Linked DNA regions of Mus musculus: region 2 is linked to region 1. Evidence: chromatin contacts called from public promoter capture Hi-C data. All regions are on one chromosome and are shown on one strand. Each heading gives the region's core, a stretch centred on a gene start, on an enhancer-like site or on the middle of the called end of the contact. The rest is flanking DNA. Distances are from core to core; before and after follow the strand shown. Region 1 holds the start of Etv5 (ets variant 5). Region 2 holds the start of Kng2 (kininogen 2).

Region 1 (4,559 bases), core at 145-2,644:
GTCAAGGACTGTAATCAACACACCAAGTACCAGCTCTGATCCACAAGCTTAGGGGGGAAAGGCCGCGGACTAGAAATCCACACCACGTGTTTCACTGTGGGGCACTGGGCACCCTTAGGGTAACAACTTGGGACCCGCTTTGCTGAGGCTCAACTCTCCAAACGCTGACACCTTGCTGCCCGGTTAGTAGAGAACAGAACTCGTTCACAAGCACCCTAGCGTCCTTGGGAAAAGAAGAGAACGGCCATTGTCGGTGGCAGGAGCAGGACGAGGAGTTGGAAGGGGCAGAGGATTGTTTTATTTGTTTCCTGGAACACCCTGTTAAGAATCTCAACAACTGCAGTCAATGCCCGATCCTTTGGCAAGCAACACTGCTTCTCCCGGTTCCCAGCTGCACGGGATCTAATTCGCAAACACACCATCTTGCATTCAACACTTAAATGGAAAACAAGCAGCCCGGGAGAGAAGCAAGCGGTCTAACTGCACGCACGTTTCAAAGGGATTTGTGCTTCCAAGGCCCTCTACCGGCCCGGTGCGATCCACGAACCGGGTTTCTGGCTGTAGCCTCTTGCCTGTAGAGCTCAGAGGCAATTATTAGCCCGAGAAGACGCGATCGGGTCGGGCCTTAGGCTTTGGCAACATGGGTACATCACTAAGATCTGGAAAAGCTCAGGTTTTTAAAGGAAGGTAACTACTTTTTTTTCCCACTGGAAACCTGGTTTAAAAAAAAAATTAAGGCTTCTCTTCAAGGTAGCTAAGATTAGAGGGCTCGGTTTCCGTTTTTTGTGTTTCTATGGGCCGAACGCCCAGGCAGGGTCAGCGAGTTTCTGTGTGTGGAATGACGAATTCCTCTCGCCTGAGTTCTAAAATGATAACTTAGCTCGCTGCTGCAGCTGCGAACGCCTGGCGCCAAGCGGCCCCGCGCGGGGGTGGCGGGAGGAGCGGTGCAGGCCGAGGCCAGGGGGAACTTCGCGAGTGGCCCCTTTAAGAGCTTCACTGACTCAGCTAAGCTTCCCCCTCAGGTCGCGTTTTTTATGAATGAAAAACGTCCTTACATTCATTATATAAACAAGCCGGTGCTGATTGGTCAATGGCGCCCAGCGCATAAATTATGTAAAACAGACCTCTGAGGGCGTTGAGGGAGGCCGACCGTTAGCCAATGGGCGCCGCAGATGATGGGGCGGCCCAGCTGGATTTGCCTGAAGACAGGGTAAACAAGAGGTGATGGGCAGCCGCGGGGATGGCCGCCGACCAATGGGGACGTGTGTGCTCTGGGCTGCGGGCCAATGGCGGCGGGCGGAGCCGGCGGGGGCCGGGCCAGTGCTGCAGCGGGTTGCAGGGCGGCGCAGAGTCCGGAGGCCGGCGCGCAGAGCGGTCTTCATCCCCGATCGCTGCGGCCCAGCCCGCCACGGAGGCGCGCAGGCGGGCGCGCGGAGTGGCCGCTCAGGTGCGGACTGGTTCTGGGTCCTCAGTTGGGCGTGCTTGGGGTGACTCCCGGAGCTAGCCGCCCCCTCCCCCCGAGGCCCGGTTCGGTTCGGTTCCTGGGAGGCTTCGGGCGGGGGCGGCTAGCGGTTCCGGAGCGAGCGGAGAACGGGTTTCCGCACGCCGCGGAGGAGGCACCCGGGGTGCTGGAGCGGGTGCAGGGAGCGGGGTGCCCGGCTCAGGCTACAGAAGCGGGGTGCAAGAACGGGGTGCGGGGCGCGAAGTTGTGGGCCCCCGAGGGCCCTGGGAGGCTCGCGAGAAGAAACGCTCCGCGACTCTTAATATGGGGGGTGGGGGGAGGCGAGCAGCAGTTTCAGGGGTTCTGCTTCAGAACCCCGAGAGTTAAATGACACCGACATGTGCAGCCTGAGGGTGCAGGATCTGCCCGAACTTCTGCAGGCCTGGCAAGTTGGAGACTGGGCAGCGGGCCCGCAGCCCCCCACTCCCTCCTCTTAGGGCTGAGGGTATTGGGGCCGCCTGAGCCACGGCCTGGGGGAAGAGAGAACCGGTTCCGAGGCTGCCGAGAGTGTGCTGGAACCTCGTGAATGATTCGGGGTCTCCCCCGCAAAGGGGGTACTGATTAAGTAGGGGGTGATGAGGGGAGGCGGCATGTGTGATCAGGAGCAAATGAGGCTGCTGGTATCGGCCAGCGCTGCACCTCGTTTTCTGAATGTGGGTGACTTTATGAATGAAGCAGGTTTCTTTCTTGGGCTCTGAGCTCTGAGGCTTTTTTTTTTTTCTCCCTTTTTTTTTTTTTTTTTTGTGAATGAAGCATTGAGCTTTCTTCCTAAAACGCTGGGGTGAGGGGCCTGCGTCGGAGGCTAAGCGTGCGTTGGGAGTGGGGGCGGGGGCGCAGCTGAAGGAGTTTTCATGAATGGGAAGGCTGGGAATTGGGTGGAAGTGTGTCTTGTTTTGTGAATGGGGCCGGGCGCGAGGGATCCAGTTACAGCCTCTACCTGCGGTGGCGGCCGCGGCTCCATCTCCCATTCATAAAACCAGGCTCGCTGCGCGCCACGGGGAGGGGCCTCGATCCGGTCGCTGCGCCCAGTTAAAGTTTTCCTGGGGGCACCCTGGATTTGGGGGCTGGGGGGGGGGAGCGACTACGACGACACAAAGGAAGTGGTTTAAACTCCAGGATGAACCGAAGCCTTCCCTGCAGGCTTTTAAAAGATACTTTGAACACGACGTTTCCAGCTCTTGAACTCGAAGGGCTGCTTAGAAGATCCTTGCTGCTGCTTTTGGAATCTCTTAGGGAAGTTTCTTTTTACCGATTTTTTTCAAAGGATATTTTTTTGCGCATCATGAGCTTCTAAAAATATTTTATCCTCTGGTTTTCCTACACGTTGTTCTCTTAACCCACAACAGACATTTAAGAATTTCTGAGGCCACAACTTAGTCAAAATTTTTAAAAATACAGCACAGAATTCTTTCTTCTCCACAGTCTACTAAAGATTCTCAGATTTGGGTCCTGGTTGGTGACATTCAAGAGAGGCCTCATTCTGAACGATGTTTGCACTGTGTGGAAGGAAGGCAAGCTGGCAGAAGTGTTTTTCTAGGAAGTTGCGAACTCTCTTTCCTTTGACTTTGAAAATATCTGATTACTTGGGCCAAGTGCTGGCTGTGAAGGGTTTTCTTGTATCCTGCTCACTTATGAAAATTTGATATGGTGCTCACAGCGTGAAAAACAAGTCAGATGGAAATGGTTACTGTGAAAAGTGTTCCCTAGTTTGTGTACAACTTAAAAGAAAATGCTAGTTAGGCCTGTCTGTTATTCAGACCTGAGGTGAATAAATACTTGTTATGCCCCCATTATTTTGACCTGAGTTTTTATTTGGAAAATTAAGTGTTTAGGAAGGTAACACCTAAACTTGCTAGCTAATTCCTCCCACGCTAGAAAAGTGTCTCCCCTCTTGATTTAGTTCCAAGCCCAGCTCTTACCAGTGGTTGACTGATTTTGTTGAAGATTTGAGGTCATTGTAGAACAGGGAGTTTTCTTTTCATGGATATTTTTGCATTGAAAGATTTCAATGACGGTGTTTTGTTTTTCTGTTTCTTTTCCTTTTTTTTTGGCCTTTTGGTAGAAATGTTTAAATATGTGCAGTGGAACTGAATTTCCTTTATCTCTCATTTTTATAGATGTTTTATTTTAGAAATTGAGTAGATGGCAGCTAATCTTTGTAGGTTGCCATGGAGATGCTGTGTCATTTCAGGTATACACACCTGTTTGGACAGACGGTTTGGGTTTAAATAAAGAATTGTGTGTGTGTGTGTGAAGAAAGTATACTTTTGATCAGTTTGTTCCTGGAACTGTACTTAGTATTTTTACCATATACCTACAAAATGCATTTGAGACACACCATGCATTTGGAACATGGAACACCCAATTTCTCTAGTTCCTATCATAAAGTGGCAAATCTTAATTAAAAACTTATCTTAAAAAATAAAACAAAGCCGGGCGTGGTGCTGCACGCCTTTTATCCCAGCACTCGGGAGGCAGAGGCAGGCGATTTCTGAGTTCGAGGCCAGCCTGGTCTACAGAGTGAGTTCCAGGACAGCCAGAGCTACACAGAGAAACCCTGTCTCAAACAAAAGAAAACAAAAACAAAACAAAAACTCTGCAACAAATGTCCTAGAAGGTCATTTTTCAGTGCAAGTAAGGGAGGGTTTGATTTTTTTTTTGGTTGGTTTTGGCTTTTGTGGTAGACAGGCAGGCAATACTAAAGTGTGTGTGTGTGTGTGTGTGTGTGTGTGTGTGTGTGTGTGTGTGTGTGTGAGAGAGAGAGAGAGAGAGAGAGAGAGAGAGAGAGAGAGAGGGAGGGAGGGGGGGGTAAGGTGGCTACACAGGCAAGAGGGAAAGACTTGTATAAACTTAAGCCACCCCACCTCCGCCAGAGTTTAAATCTTCCCAATCCATGTTACAGGAGTATCTCTTTACCACCCCCAAGAAACTACTCAATGCTGAAGCCCTTCAAAGTGATAGCGGAGACTTTGGAAGCACCATGGATGGGTTTTGTGATCAGCAAGTCCCTTTTATGGTCCCAGGGGTGAGTTGGTTCTGTTCTGTTTTGTCCTTGACC
Region 2 (4,669 bases), core at 1,100-3,599, 590 kb before region 1:
GGCCTCTGAACAAAATGCACCAGGCGAATTCCTTTTTAATAACCCTTTCATGAATAATACTTCAGCTCCTCCTAAAACCACAACCCACCTTCTTTCTACTATTATGTAATGTAGGCTGCCATTCATGACTGTAATGAGAATTCTAAGTTTACTATTTTTGAACTAGCCCTGAGAATACTAGCTCCTATCTGGCAAACTGAGATGCCTGATTACTGACTGTCAACACTGGGGCATTTCCTCTGGATGAGTAACATTCTTACGAAATTCCAAGCTCAGGGTCAGCTCAAGGACTGTCTAGGACATTGGTGAAAGCCAGGCAGTAAAGTTCAACCTGATTTAGGTATTTGTAAAATCATTTCTTTGGAGGCACCTATAATAAAACAATACTGAAAAAAAAAAAAAAGCACAAAGACCCATTAACCAACTAACTCAGGGACATGTTTGGAGCATTCATGTTATGGGAATGCCAAGGTTCCAGGAGGCTAAGATTCCGTGAAACTCTTTGCCTCAGGACTGCATCCAAGCCTTTAGGCCAGTCACCCAGACTTCAATGGAGTGGGTGTGGCACAGCATGACCTTGAACTCAGAGACCCATGAACATCTGCATTCAAGTACTGGAATTAAGGTGTGTGCCATCACTGCCTTGCAAGCGTTTCTTTTTGTTATTAATATTTAGGACATTTGGTGGGCTTATGCGAATATAAATAGTCACTTGGGCATACCTTTTGTTCTGAACAGAACACTTTTACAGTCTGACTTTTACAAAAATTGCAATGCTTGTGACTTATACAAACTTCCTAACTGTAGAAATTCTTGACCTCAACATTCCATTGGGGAAACTAAAGTCAAAGCCTTTCACTCTGCCTTGTTTTCTCTTCAACCCCTGTCTTCTCTTGTCTTTGCTTCTGTGACGCGTGGTATTAGGCTGTTTTGGTTACGTGAAAGCTTAAGTGTCTCAGGTTTCACTTCTGAAACTTGCTCAAAATAAAAGGATTTCTGTGAAAACCCTAAAACAATCCCATTGAGGTATTATGATTTCCACATCGTTCAGGGGAAGAAACCCTGATGCGAAGGTTCTCTGACTCTGACTCATACACACATGGGCAGAGATACAAACCTACACTTGTTCACATCCGGACACACAGAAGAACACATACACGGAGACTGAGGCACACACTCAGCCAAGCATGAAACTCATGCACACTGGCATATGTGCACACACCTGTACAGACCGAGTCACATAGAAGGTCATGGGTAGAGCTACATTGGCATTCCTTAGGACCTCTGGCCCAGTGCCTGTTCCTGCTGCACTTCTATAAAGTTCCCATTCAGCACACGGTGACAGCACCTGGCTCCAGGCCTCCGGGCCTCTCAGGCAGACTCCAGCTCACACTAGAAATTCCCATCAACCACACAGAAGCCAACTTTTGAGATTTCTTTATTACTTTTATTTCTTCTTTTTCTTATTTCCTAATTTCCTTCCATCTGTCTTTCCTTTCTTTTCTTTTATTCCTTTTTAAAATTATTATTATCAGTATTATTCTGTATTTGTGAGAGAGACAGAGAAAGGATGAGAATGTGTGTATGCAGGCACACAAAAGCCACAGCCCACATGTGGATGTCAGAGAGCTCTCAGGAGTGGATGCCTCCCCGGACACCTTGGTAAGACAGGTCTCTTTGCTTTTCTTGCTTACAAACTCCAGGGTACCTAAACTTCCTGGTGATCCTCTGGCCTTCCCCTTCTGGATTAAAGTAGGAATACCAGGGTTACAATTGTGTGTCACCATCCAGAGGTGTTCTGTGAACTCCTGGCTTCAAACTCTGCTTGCCAGCCTGAGGCTTGTGAGGCAAGCACTTGAATCAGGTGAGAATCTGCTGGCCCCACCCCTTCTTCACATAGACCAATAGAACCCAGCAGAGAGGTTGGCATGGCCAGAGGCCAGACAGGATGCCCATGGTTTGTCAGATTTGCTAGTGTCCTGGGTGGAGCTCCCAGCATGTGACTGATGGTCCTGCACATGTGCTTTTCAAGAACACACCAGAGCTGACAAAACCTTGTGTCTGTACACTCCAACATGCCACAAGCAATATTGTGTGGTAGGTATTTCTACATTGTCCTCATTGTTCACGTACGCAGAGCCCTTTGTAACTGGGCCAAGAGTAGCAAGAGGATACTGGAAATGGTTGTTGGTTTTAGCTCCTTTTACTGGTTTCTGCTTTAATTCACTGTGGAGAGTTGAGCAATGCTTGAGAAATGGGCTTTGCACTCCCACATTCTTTCCAAAGGCAAACAGGTCAACAATCCCATGTTGCAATGCTCTTGTTCCATACCTGGCTGGATCTCAAGCAGAGTCCTGTTTGTTCTCTGGGAAGAGGGCACACAAGAGGTGACTTCAAGAATCTAAATAGGGGCCTAAGTGGTGAGGCAGAGAGAGCTGAGGCAGGAGAGATCAGAGCCCGGAGGCTGCCAAAATCAGCTTCTGAGTTGGTTTCCCATTCTTGGCAAAACAGTCCCTCAGTTCTAGAGGGACCCTTAAATCATGAAGCTCATTACTACACTGCTCCTCTGCTCCGGACTCCTGCTGACTTTAACACAGGGAGAAGAAGCGCAGGAAATTGACTGCAATGATGAGGCTGTATTTCAGGCTGTGGATGCCTCTCTGAAGAAGCTTAATGCTAGGTTACAAAGCGGCAACCAGTTTGTGTTGTACCGAGTGACCAAGCGCGCTAAAATGGTGAGTAACAGCTTTCCTGTGAAACCACTTGTAATTGGTGCTCTCAGGCACAGGGGTAGAGGTTGGAGATGGCCGGTCCTTAGTCTTCCTGGGCGATCATGAAAGCAGTATCCCAGGAAGAAAGAAACCACAGAAGATGGAGATGTTCAAAAGGGACAGGCATAGTGGGGAATCCAGCAATGCAGTCAGCTTGCAGCAGGGGAATCCACTGCATCTGTGAACTTAGTCATTTTCCAGACTTAAGGGAGAGTTCCCTCCTGGGATGAATACAGGGAGTAAGAAGAGAGTTGGCATTATTGCTTTGGACCAAGTATCTAGCACTGCCTGTGTGTGGCTGATTCTTTGAGGTTAATAGTAATGTTTCCACTAGCTTTCTTTAGTTTGGGGGGCAGGGAGGTTGAGCCATGGTGTCATTTAGCTTTAGACTAACCACAAACTTGCTGTGTAGCTGACAATGACCTTAAACTTTTGATCCTCCTGCCTTCATCTCCCTGGTGCTACACATACAGGCTTGTGCCCCCATGCCAGGTTTCTGTGATACTGGGGAATCAACCTCAGGACTCTGCCACCTACGCTCCATCCGGAGAACACTTTGGCAGGTTTTCTCTATATTCTTACTGCTTTGTCAGTGCACGCAGGTAGGAAAGGAATGAAAGCAGGGTGCATAGAGAAAAAACTTTCTTTAAGATTTTTTTAAAAATAAAGTTACAGGCTAGAGAGATGGCTCAGTGGTTCAGAGTACTGGCTACTCATGCGGGCAGTGGACTGGGATCAGCTCCCAGCACTTATGGTAGTCACAACCATCTCTAACTCCAGTTCCAGGGACTACAGTGTGTCTTCTGGCCATCCTGGGCACCAGGCACACATAGTATACATACATACATTTGGGCATACACTCACACTCTTAAGATAAAAATTAAGAATTTACATTTAAAAATCTTTGAATAAACAAATTTCATGTAAAAGACTTTCTTTGGATTGGTCACATTATTTCAGCATGAAAAAATCCCAATCCTTTGACGCCATGAGGATAAACAGAAAGCCCTGAGGGACACAGGCATGTGTGATTCAGAAGGTGAAGGGAAGTCTTTATTTCTCTCTGCAGCACAGCCTGCAGTCTGCTTCCTCCCCTCAGAGCCATATCCCCTCGTGTCTCCACTGCTGACAGATGGGGCCCATGGGAGTTTCCTTGTACAAGGTCCATGTAGCTCTCCTGGCCTTGAACTCAAGGTCTTCCTGTCTCAATCCACCAAGCGTGCTACTGGGATTCCTGGCTTCATCCTATGCCCAGCTTCACCCAGAGATGTTGAACTCATATATGTACATACATGTAAACCAGGGTTTACATAAAAGAGGGCAGGGATAGTACTATGGATACTGCTTTGAAATCACTGGGAGTATAAGCATATTATGAACATCAGTCCAAGGAGTATTTATACACATGTAAACATTTATTTTTTAATAAACATGGCTGTCCTTGCGTCTGCTCAGGACTGCTGTTTGTAATGTGTCAGTATCCCCTGAGTGACTCCAGGTCTCACCCTTGCTTTCCTCAGGATGGCTCTGCAACCTTTTATTCCTTCAATTATCAAATCAAGGAGGGCAACTGCTCTGCTCAGAGAGGCCTGGCGTGGCAGGACTGTGACTTCAAGGACTCTGAGGAAGCCGTGAGTGTGCTCTTTATAGGAAAGCCCCAGCCTGCCCCACGCAACCCTCAGGGTGCTGTGAGATGCACAGATCAGTGGGAAACTTGTACCAGTGTGGGGCACTCCTGGCCACTTGGTTCCTAGGTGCTTTTTTACAGCAGGGCCCCCTGTCACTCAGTCATCAGCTGTTCATGGTGACAAAATTCAAAGTCCTTTTAGCTGTTTTGCAGTGAACAGTATAACATTGTCATCTGTGTCCACTCCAGTCTATCTGTCACTAAGTGATCC

The links. Promoter capture Hi-C pulls out the DNA fragments that hold promoters and counts their contacts.
Region 2: a contact with region 1 is called in a promoter capture Hi-C map of the SN4741 cell line, with 3 times the contacts expected there. The contact joins the promoter of Kng2 here to the promoter of Etv5 in region 1. A contact is called at or near these places in 3 of 39 promoter capture datasets (the 3T3-L1 cell line, the SN4741 cell line and liver).

The regions. Positions count from the first base shown.
Region 1 is chr16:22,436,405-22,440,963 of GRCm38.p6, reverse strand. Etv5 (ets variant 5) reads left to right here and starts at 1,394. Exons shown (of 13, transcript NM_023794.2): 1 at 1,394-1,447; 2 at 4,404-4,526. The coding sequence starts at 4,482.
Region 2 is chr16:23,026,781-23,031,449 of GRCm38.p6, reverse strand. It overlaps Kng2 (kininogen 2), which reads left to right and starts at 2,349. Exons shown (of 11, transcript NM_001102409.1): 1 at 2,349-2,735; 2 at 4,292-4,402. The coding sequence starts at 2,541.